Linked DNA regions of Sus scrofa: regions 1 and 3 are each linked to region 2. The links are chromatin contacts, called in public HiChIP or PLAC-seq and promoter capture Hi-C maps. All regions are on one chromosome and are shown on one strand. The core of a region is the stretch at or near the end of the contact, and the rest is flanking DNA. Distances in the headings are between cores, read along the strand shown.

Region 1 (2,700 bases), core at 111-2,610, 180 kb before region 2:
TCGGGCGGGCCCTTGAAAAGAATGTCATCTCTTTCCCGCCCCTTCCCATGACCGGGAGCAGAAAGGGCTGAGCCCTCAGGGAAAGACGGTGTAGAACCTGGTGGGAAAGGAGCCTCCGAGAGCACAGGAGTGATGGGAGGATAAAAGACATACATGGACCAGCTCGTGAGTGTGCGCGTGTGCGTGTGCACACATGCGCGCGCATGGCCTCGATGCCGTGACATCTTCCCTCCTTCTCCGCCCCTATTTGCTCTCCCATCACTTTCTGCTCATCTAGGAGCCAGAGTATAAAGACAATGAACAGTCAAGACTCTCTAGAAGGAAAACACAACACAGCTGTCAGGAAACCCAGGGACCTGAATGTCAAGGGAACACCCAGCTCACAGGAAATTATAGTGTCAGGCTCTCAGGACTACATTCGGGAGCCTGGCTCGGCTCCCCATCAGCTTCATGGTTCAACCTTTCTGTCCCACGATTTCCCCATTTGTATTTCTTAATATATTTTTAGAGCCACACCCACAGCATATAAAAGTTCCCAGGCTAGGGGTCCAATGGAGCTACAGCTGCCAGCCTACACCCCAGCCACAGCAATGCAGGATCCGAGCCACATCTGCAACCTACACCACAGCTCTCAGAAACGCCGGATCCTTAACCCACTGAGCGAGGCCAGGGATCAAATCTGCCACCTCATGGTTCCTAGTCCGATTCGTTTCCGCTGCGCCATGACGGGAACTGCTGATTTCCTCATTTTTAAAATGACGAAGATAACATCCATTTTACCAAGTCATTTTGAGGCTGAAATGAATTAACCTTCGTCAAACACCCCCACCAGTGCCTGACACCAGAAAAGCTCTGAGTAAATGTCACCTATTATTATCATTGTATTTAAATGTACTCTACTCCCCCACCTCTAAACCCCAGTTTCCTTTTGTGTCAACTCCAGAAAGCTTCATCTGTTGAAAGAGAAACCGCAGAAAAACTATCACAGAGGTCTAGCAGAAGAAACAATTTATCATTTTTAGAAATTTTGCCGGAAGAGAGGGTCTGAGCCATTTCAGGGACCATCTGATTAGATCCTGCAAAGCAAGAGGCACAGAGATCCCTCTGGACTTTTGAAATCAGATGGGCATTTATTCAACACATTCCTGCACGGGGTAGTTTACAAGATGAAACTAACACGGCCAAGGGACCCAGCAATCCAGGAACTTCCCACTTAAAATGGTCATCAGAGGCAGGACTAATGTCAAGGTGAATTGAAGGTCAGGTCTTGAATGTTCCTTGTTTTACTGAAAGTCATGATTCACATACTCACTGAGGCTTCATGCTACTTGAAGGCTGATCACTCCTGGTCAGGATGTACTTGTTTTCTAGACGTTACCACATGAGACTGACTAGTATTTCCTTCTCCAGACCGATGTGTCCTGTGGGGTGTCTCCAAAAGAGGAGAATCAAAAAGGAATAAAAACGAGGCTGGCCGTGGAGCCATAGAAATCCAGCTGTCTTCTCCCAGCTTCTGGACACACAACGGCTTCATTGTGTATGGAGAAAAAAAAAAAAAAAAATGGAACTGAAGCTTTCCTGCAAGCATTTTTGAACTTGGACCTCCAGTGCATAGATTAGCAGAGCCAGCTCCCAGCCCAGGCACCCCCTCCTCTTCTCCTCTCCTCTCCATCTTTGCAAGAGAATTCAGTTCCATTTAAGTCCAAGGGACACGGCAAAAACAGCCCTCCAAACAGCACTTCCATTTTTGGCAATGGGATCCTTCAGACAGTGAGCAATAGCCCTTCAGCTCGCAGGCCCTTCAGATTCTGAACCTTGTACACGAGTTTCCTCTGCTCACTTCAGAGATGGGCCTAAAGAGGTGGGGTTCACTCTGCAGTCATTTTTTAAGGCAAAAAACCCACACATACCAGCAAAAGGAACGGAGTCACTGATTTTTAACACCAGAAGGACATTGTCCAGCACCAATCAACGCTCCCATTTTTCAGATGAAGAAACTGAGGCCCAAGAGGTTAACAACTCAAGCAGCACTTTGAGAGGCATCCCCAGGACAAACCATCTTAGGACACTGGAGAGGCTACAAGCCACGCCCTCGTCACCCTATTTACTTGCATTATTAACTTGCTATTAACACATACGAGTCAATTGTTTTATCGTCAGTCCTGTACTCAGGAAAAGGAAGCAAAACTTAACACTATAAGAGTTCATAGGGGCTGGTTATTTTTCTTTTCCCTGAATTCACCACATCTCTCATACACCTCATCCCTGGCCATGAAATAATAAAGCATTCTTTTTGTCACTTTGGTTCAAACTTTTAGTCACGGTCATGACTTTTTGACGCACCGAGCGCTGTTAATTATTCCTTTGAATGGTTCGTCTATCTCTCAGCGGACATTTATCATCTGCTGTGAGCCAAGAACTATCCCTTTCCACCGGGATACCTTCCTTTGCTCTGTGTTCCTTCTGTCCTCACCGCAATCCCAGGTTTTATCCCCTTCCAACTGATTAGCATTTGCAAGAACGACCGGGCTGCCTCCAGACCAACTTCTCTGTCTCCAACATGTCAAGACTGATGAATTTCCCTTGAACGATTCCTGGTCCTGCTGGCCTTCGGCTCCTCGGCCTACAGCTGCTTTCTTCCTATTATGCGCCAACGCAGGTCCGATTTCTTCCCCCTGGTTTTCACACTTTCCTGTAATC
Region 2 (2,700 bases), core at 16-2,515:
GAGAAGAGGGCGTCCCCAAGAGAAACAAACTAAGAGAGACAAAAAAAAAAGAGGCGGCGGCAAAGACCTCAGAGGTCCGGGTTGACCGAGACGGGCGCGCGGACCCGGGGTGGGGCGGAAGGCGGGGGGAACACTTGCAAAATATCTGTCTGAATTCTGGTGGTTGAAGGAACAAGAGAGGTGGCAGCCGGGAGGGGCTGGGATATGAAGTCAGTGAGAAGCAACCTGCCCCCCACAACAGAGCCTCCAGCAGGCACCCTTCTTCCTCCTCGGGCGATTTCCACCCCACCCTCCCGCTCCCCCCGCCCCCGGTCCCAGACTGTGTCACTTCTCCCAGCGCCTGCACCCGGGCCTCCGCACGCTCCCTCCGCACTCCCCAAGTCCAGACCTGACATCTGGCTGGGCCTCCGCACTCCCGCCCGCGAGCTGCCAGGCGGCGCCCCTCCTCCCGCGCCGGGCCCTCCCCCGCGGGTCCAGCTGCCAGCCCCCTCCCCGCAGGCAGGCAAGCCCGGGCAGACAGCCTGCCCGGCCGGCCCCCGCAGCCGCGCCAGCCCTGCCAAGCCCGGCCGCCAGGACTGCTCCCCCCACCCCCGGAGGTGCCAGCTCCCCTCGAGAGCGCAGTCCCCGGCCGACCTCCGGTCCCGGGCAGAGATCGGCCCGCGCACCCTCCTCCCCCCGCTCCACGCAGCCCCCGCTGCGGGGCACCCGCGTCCCGCCCTTTCCGTGCGGGCGCTGGGTCCCACCGCATCTGCTTGTCTGCCTGTCTCCGGTGCGCCCTCTTTGCTCCCTCGGGGTCTCTGGGCACATTTCGGTCTGGGCTAGCTTTGCCCTCTCGGTCTTTCTCACTTGATCGTGACTGCTTCCCTCTCAAACAAGTCTCTGCTCCAAGTTTCCTCGCGATCCCTTTCCCTCTGGACAGGCCCCGCGCGCCGCGTCCCCTGCTCTCCGCACGTCGCGGTCCCGGGGCCTGGGCGGAGGCCAGGTACCCTTTGGGGCGGAGCAGCCCTCCCAATCCCGGTAGCCCGCTCCGCTCTTACCAGCTCCTGTTTGAGGCGGCGCAAATAGCAATCCATTTCCCTGCTCTTCTACCTCATGCGCCCATTGGCCGGGCTCGGCTCCACGAGAGTCCCGGAGTGGGGACACCAGTCCCACTGAAACTGCGCTCGGCAGTCTGCGCTCCGCAACTCTGAACGAGCCGAGTCTCTGCTCCCAGACCCAGACTCGGAGCTTCTTCCCCAGCTGCTCGCGGCGCGCGGTCCGAGCTGGGGGCGGAGGGAAAAGTGGGACAGCCTATGAGAATTCAGGGGGAGATGCCTTCAGCCAATGAGAAGGGCGCGCGGGGGACGCGGGCTGGGCTGCTGTGGGTGGACCCTGGGCGGGTGTGCGCACTGGGCCAGGGCCGCCGCTCCAGGAGGGCTGGCAGGGGCGGGGAGGGGGGCGAACACACCTGGTCCTGGCCAGCGCGGCGAGCAAATCGTGACTCCGGGCTGTACCGACGTCCCCCAACAAAGCACTTGATCCCCTGTTTAGTGATAAAGAGAGATCCCCGTCTTACGGGTGGGCAGTGGGTAAGGATCTCAGAAGCAGCTGAGCGAGCGCCTTAGTGTCCGTCCCAAATGCCACTCTGCAGCTCTTTTGCACCCTGAAGTGTTTAAAAAAAGTGGACTCCGAAAGTGTGGATTTACCTCACCGCCTAGTGCAGGATCTTCCCAGTTCACTCCTCACTCGCGGAGCGGAGAAGCCGCTGCTCCGTGCATTCATTCACTTATTTAACACCAAGTACTGTACTTCCAGGAAGGCTGTAGGTCTGGGGATACCGAATAAGACTGGTAAGGTCTCTGGTCCCAGGAACGTACCTGGGGCGGGGGAAGGTAATTAGATGAGACAAACAGTTTTTTTAAAAAATTAGGCGCTGTAATTTCAGGTAATGATTCTTTATGAAAACGCAAAACAGGGTAAGAAGATGGGGGCCGCTTACAATAGGATGGGCAGGGGTAAAGGATCAGGCGTTTTCTTCCCCAGTACTCTGGCGGCTTATCCCAACTCTTGCTTTAGCTACTTGCAAAGCTCTCTGTAAGGTCGGGGGAGCAAGAGAGGACTCAAGATGCCACGATTCTATTCAACAGACGCAGCCAAAGCATCAGAGGTCCTGTGGGCTGTGGCGTGGCGGCAGATGGACCCGAGAGGTGCCGCAGGCCGGCGAGAGCGCTCCACCCAGCCCAGCCTGGGACCCGCTACCCCGGCCTCCGCGCAGGTTTGGGCTGCGGTTCCCACCCTGTTCCCTGGGCGCCGTGCCACCTGGCCTGGCCCGCAGGGGGCGGTGTTGCAGGGCCCGAGATTAATTAGCGCAATTAGCGACGTGTTGTTCACGGTCATTAACAGGGAAAGTTTACCCAGGGCAGAATGTAGGGGTCTTGGAGGGAGACAGAACCGTGAAGAGGCGAGAGAAGACACGAAAGAGAAGGCAGAAGCTGCGTTCGTGTCAGCAAAGAGCGCCACTTCTGCTTGCCATTGAGAGGTGGGAGCGAAGGAGGGAGGGAGGCAGGATAAAAATGAACATCAGGAGTTCCCGTCTTGGCACAGTGGTTAACGAATCCGACTGGGAAGCATGAGGTTGCGGGTTCGGTCCCTGCCCTTGCTCAGTGGGTTAATGATCCGGCGTTCCTGTGAGCTGTGGTGTAGGCTGCATACGCGGTTCGG
Region 3 (2,700 bases), core at 26-2,525, 200 kb before region 2:
AGACCAGTGCAGCTCAGGACATCTGGGGAATTCGGTTTCTCTATCTGGCAGTCTGTTCTGTTCACATGGGCACACGAGAGGTTGTTACTACTTTCTGCCATGGAGAACTTTTTGGGCTCCATTCTCAACATGGAAGAGGAAGCAAAGTTAAGATAGGTTTAAAATAACCTACATTTGCAAAGAGCAAAACCATCAGTTTATCTCTTCTTCTTCTCTGTCTGCTTATCTTATCATCTGGTATGTTTCTGTCATTTCTAAAAATCAAGAGCATTTTTCACTATTTAAAGATGCATCAAGCTTTTATCATCCTTAGCCCCCCCACCCCCCTGGGATTCGAGCACTTCACTCCCATAGTTGGTGCGCGGGGTGGGGGTGGAGATGGGGGTGGTGCGGTCAGAGTGTCCTCTGCTTTCTAGTTCCTGAGCCTCAGCTCGTCCTTGCTAAACCCTCATCACACACCAAGCGGGGAGAAGAACCTCTTTCAAGCTCAGAGGCCAGTTTGGATTGGTTTCCACTCAAAAAGTCCAGGATCTGAACGTTGTAACCCCCTTCCCCAGGCACCCCTCGCACTGCTGCACGGCACCCCTCTTCAACCTAGTTACCTGACCGTGAGCTTGACCCGCAGGTATCGGTCCACGGCAATGGCTAGCAAGGACATGATGGAGGCGTGGGTGAAGATCAGCAGCAGGCAGGTCATGAGAAGGCAGCTATAAAAGTGGATCGTGACACCCAGGCTGACGACGATGGCCAAAGGCATGACCAGCACCCCAACAGCGATGTCAGCCAGGGCAAGGGAGACAATGAAATAGAAGGTGGTGGTCTTCAGGCTGGGGTTCAGCTTGACCACCCAGATGACCAGCACGTTGCCCACTATGGCGCAGAGCCCGATGAGAATCTCCACAGTGATGTAGGCCACACTGGCCAATGACACAGCAGTGCTGTTGACCAGCATCTTGCTCTCCAAGAGGAGCCTCCCAGGGGACAGATGTGCCCGCAGGATCCGCGTGGACCAGGGAGCCTAGCTCTTGCCCGACATCTTGCCAGAGTCCAGGGGCAGCAGCTGCAGTCCAGAACTCACCACTGGCCCATTCCTTCTCTGCGCTGGTGGAACCCCCTCTCTTGAAAGAGAGCCCATCACCGGGCCATCACTTCCAGCCCCGACATGGGCTACACGTCCCCGAGTTCCCAGAAGCCTGGAGGACAGTTCTGTGTGGGCCGAATGTGAAAGTGCCACGGCTCTCAGTTCCCCCACCTCCAGAGGGCTACTCGAGCTCCATCGAGATAAGCAGTGCTCTTCAGTGCTGTTTCAGGAAGTGAGATGGGCCAAGAGGAAGCCCAGAGCCAGGAGCCCTCGGCGAGAAGATGGAAAGAACGGGGTCGGGGTGGGGGGGGGATGTGTGTGGCATGAAGGAGGCTCAGCCTTCATTTACTCGGGGACCGGATAAGAATGTCACACTGGGTGGGAGAGGGGCTGGAGCACTGACTATGTCATGTTCTCGTTTTCTGCTAGCTTAGCAGAAAGATCCCGTGATAAGGACGTAAACAGAACATGCAGAGGAACAAGAAGTGGACATTGGTGGCAGGCTCTTAACCTCAGCCAGAATGGGCTGTTTCTGAGTGCAAGCTACAGACTGACAATCTGTGTCTACTCGAAGCTCACACGTTGAAATCTGCCCCTCAAGGTCAAGGCATTTGGAAGTGGGAGCTTTGGGAGGTTACAGGGTCATAAAAGGTCTTCATGAATGAGATTAGTGTCCCTTTAAGAGAGACCCACAGAGCTTTCTTGCCCCTTCCACCATCTATGTACAGGAAGTGGGCTCACACCAGACACGGGTTCTGCTGGGGACTTATCTTGGACTTCCCAACTTCCAGAGCTATAAGTAATAAATGTCTCTTGTTTCTAAGCCACTTAGTGTTGGGTATTTGGTTATATCAGCCCAGATGGATGACACAGTGCATAACGGCAAGTGCTGAGAATTCACCCACATGAATTGACCCTTCCCGGGGCACAGCTGGAACCCAGGCTTTGGATCAAAGATCTTTCGCCAAAGGGACAAATTAAGATGCCCTGTTTGGATGAGCAAAATGTGAACACCTCCCGTGAGCATCACATCTTTGGCGCCTCATCTCCCCTTCTCAGCCCACACACCCAGCACGCCCTCACGCTAGCAACCAGACCGTGTCAAAGCTATGTGAGGGACAAGAGGACAACAGGATGACCAGCCACACAGAAAGGAAGGAAGGGGCAACAGGTGCACATAATCGGGGCACACCTCCTGCCCTCCTGCCCCGAGCCCCGCCCTGCAGGAACAGCTGTCTGTCTGGGAATCTGACCCTCTCCCCGAAGCTGCTCACCTGGTCTCAACTGCTGGGAATGAGACCCTGGAATGCAGTTGTGTTGCAGGGTCCCTGAGGGTCACGTGCTTCTCAGTGCTGCCCCTCGAAGAGTTATTGAGAGAGACAGCCAAAGCAACAGTGGCACCCTAGCTCACACAGTGGACGGAAGAGTTTATAATATTGACGTTAAGCACCAATCTATGTACAGCCCAAAATAAAGTTTGACAATCATGCGAGTGCTGCTCTGGTGTTTCAAACAAATGCTTCTCAGCGGGTACTGGCAGGATGGCCCAGCATGGGGCCGGCCAGCGTCTCCTTTAGTTGTCCTGCTTCTGCAGCATCCTTTGCACCACCTCCCCTGCA

The links. Promoter capture Hi-C pulls out the DNA fragments that hold promoters and counts their contacts. HiChIP or PLAC-seq counts read pairs in DNA pulled down with a chosen protein or histone mark.
Region 1: an H3K27ac HiChIP or PLAC-seq map of alveolar macrophages shows a contact between it and region 2. The contact joins the enhancer-like site here to the promoter of FAM212B in region 2. A contact is called at or near these places in 4 of 5 promoter capture datasets (fetal skeletal muscle, liver and skeletal muscle), 4 of 47 Hi-C or Micro-C datasets (blood, embryonic fibroblasts, heart right ventricle and 1 more) and 2 of 2 datasets of contacts at active chromatin or transcription factors (alveolar macrophages and skeletal muscle).
Region 3: a contact with region 2 is called in a promoter capture Hi-C map of fetal skeletal muscle, with 10 times the contacts expected there. The contact joins the promoter of ADORA3 here to the promoter of FAM212B in region 2. A contact is called at or near these places in 4 of 5 promoter capture datasets (fetal skeletal muscle, liver and skeletal muscle), 4 of 47 Hi-C or Micro-C datasets (blood, embryonic fibroblasts, heart right ventricle and 1 more) and 2 of 2 datasets of contacts at active chromatin or transcription factors (alveolar macrophages and skeletal muscle).

Annotation. Positions count from the first base shown.
Region 1 is chr4:108,831,816-108,834,515 of Sscrofa11.1, reverse strand. The region is part of intron 2 of TMIGD3 (transmembrane and immunoglobulin domain containing 3); the gene reads right to left. Among named protein-coding and RNA genes, the nearest start is that of TMIGD3, 19 kb to the right of the region's middle. Within about 2 kb of position 1,360, at least 30 of the 83 cell types and tissues checked have an H3K27ac peak or open chromatin away from gene starts, as enhancers often do. A contact at or near this core is called in alveolar macrophages, fetal skeletal muscle and liver, where this site is marked.
Region 2 is chr4:108,649,231-108,651,930 of Sscrofa11.1, reverse strand. It overlaps FAM212B (PAK4-inhibitor INKA2), which reads right to left and starts at 1,265. Exons shown (of 2, transcript XM_021090027.1): 1 at 1,038-1,265. The coding sequence starts at 1,073.
Region 3 is chr4:108,852,875-108,855,574 of Sscrofa11.1, reverse strand. It overlaps ADORA3 (adenosine A3 receptor), which reads right to left and starts at 1,275. Exons shown (of 2, transcript NM_001243435.2): 1 at 603-1,275. The coding sequence starts at 952. All of the region lies in intron 2 of TMIGD3 (transmembrane and immunoglobulin domain containing 3), which reads right to left.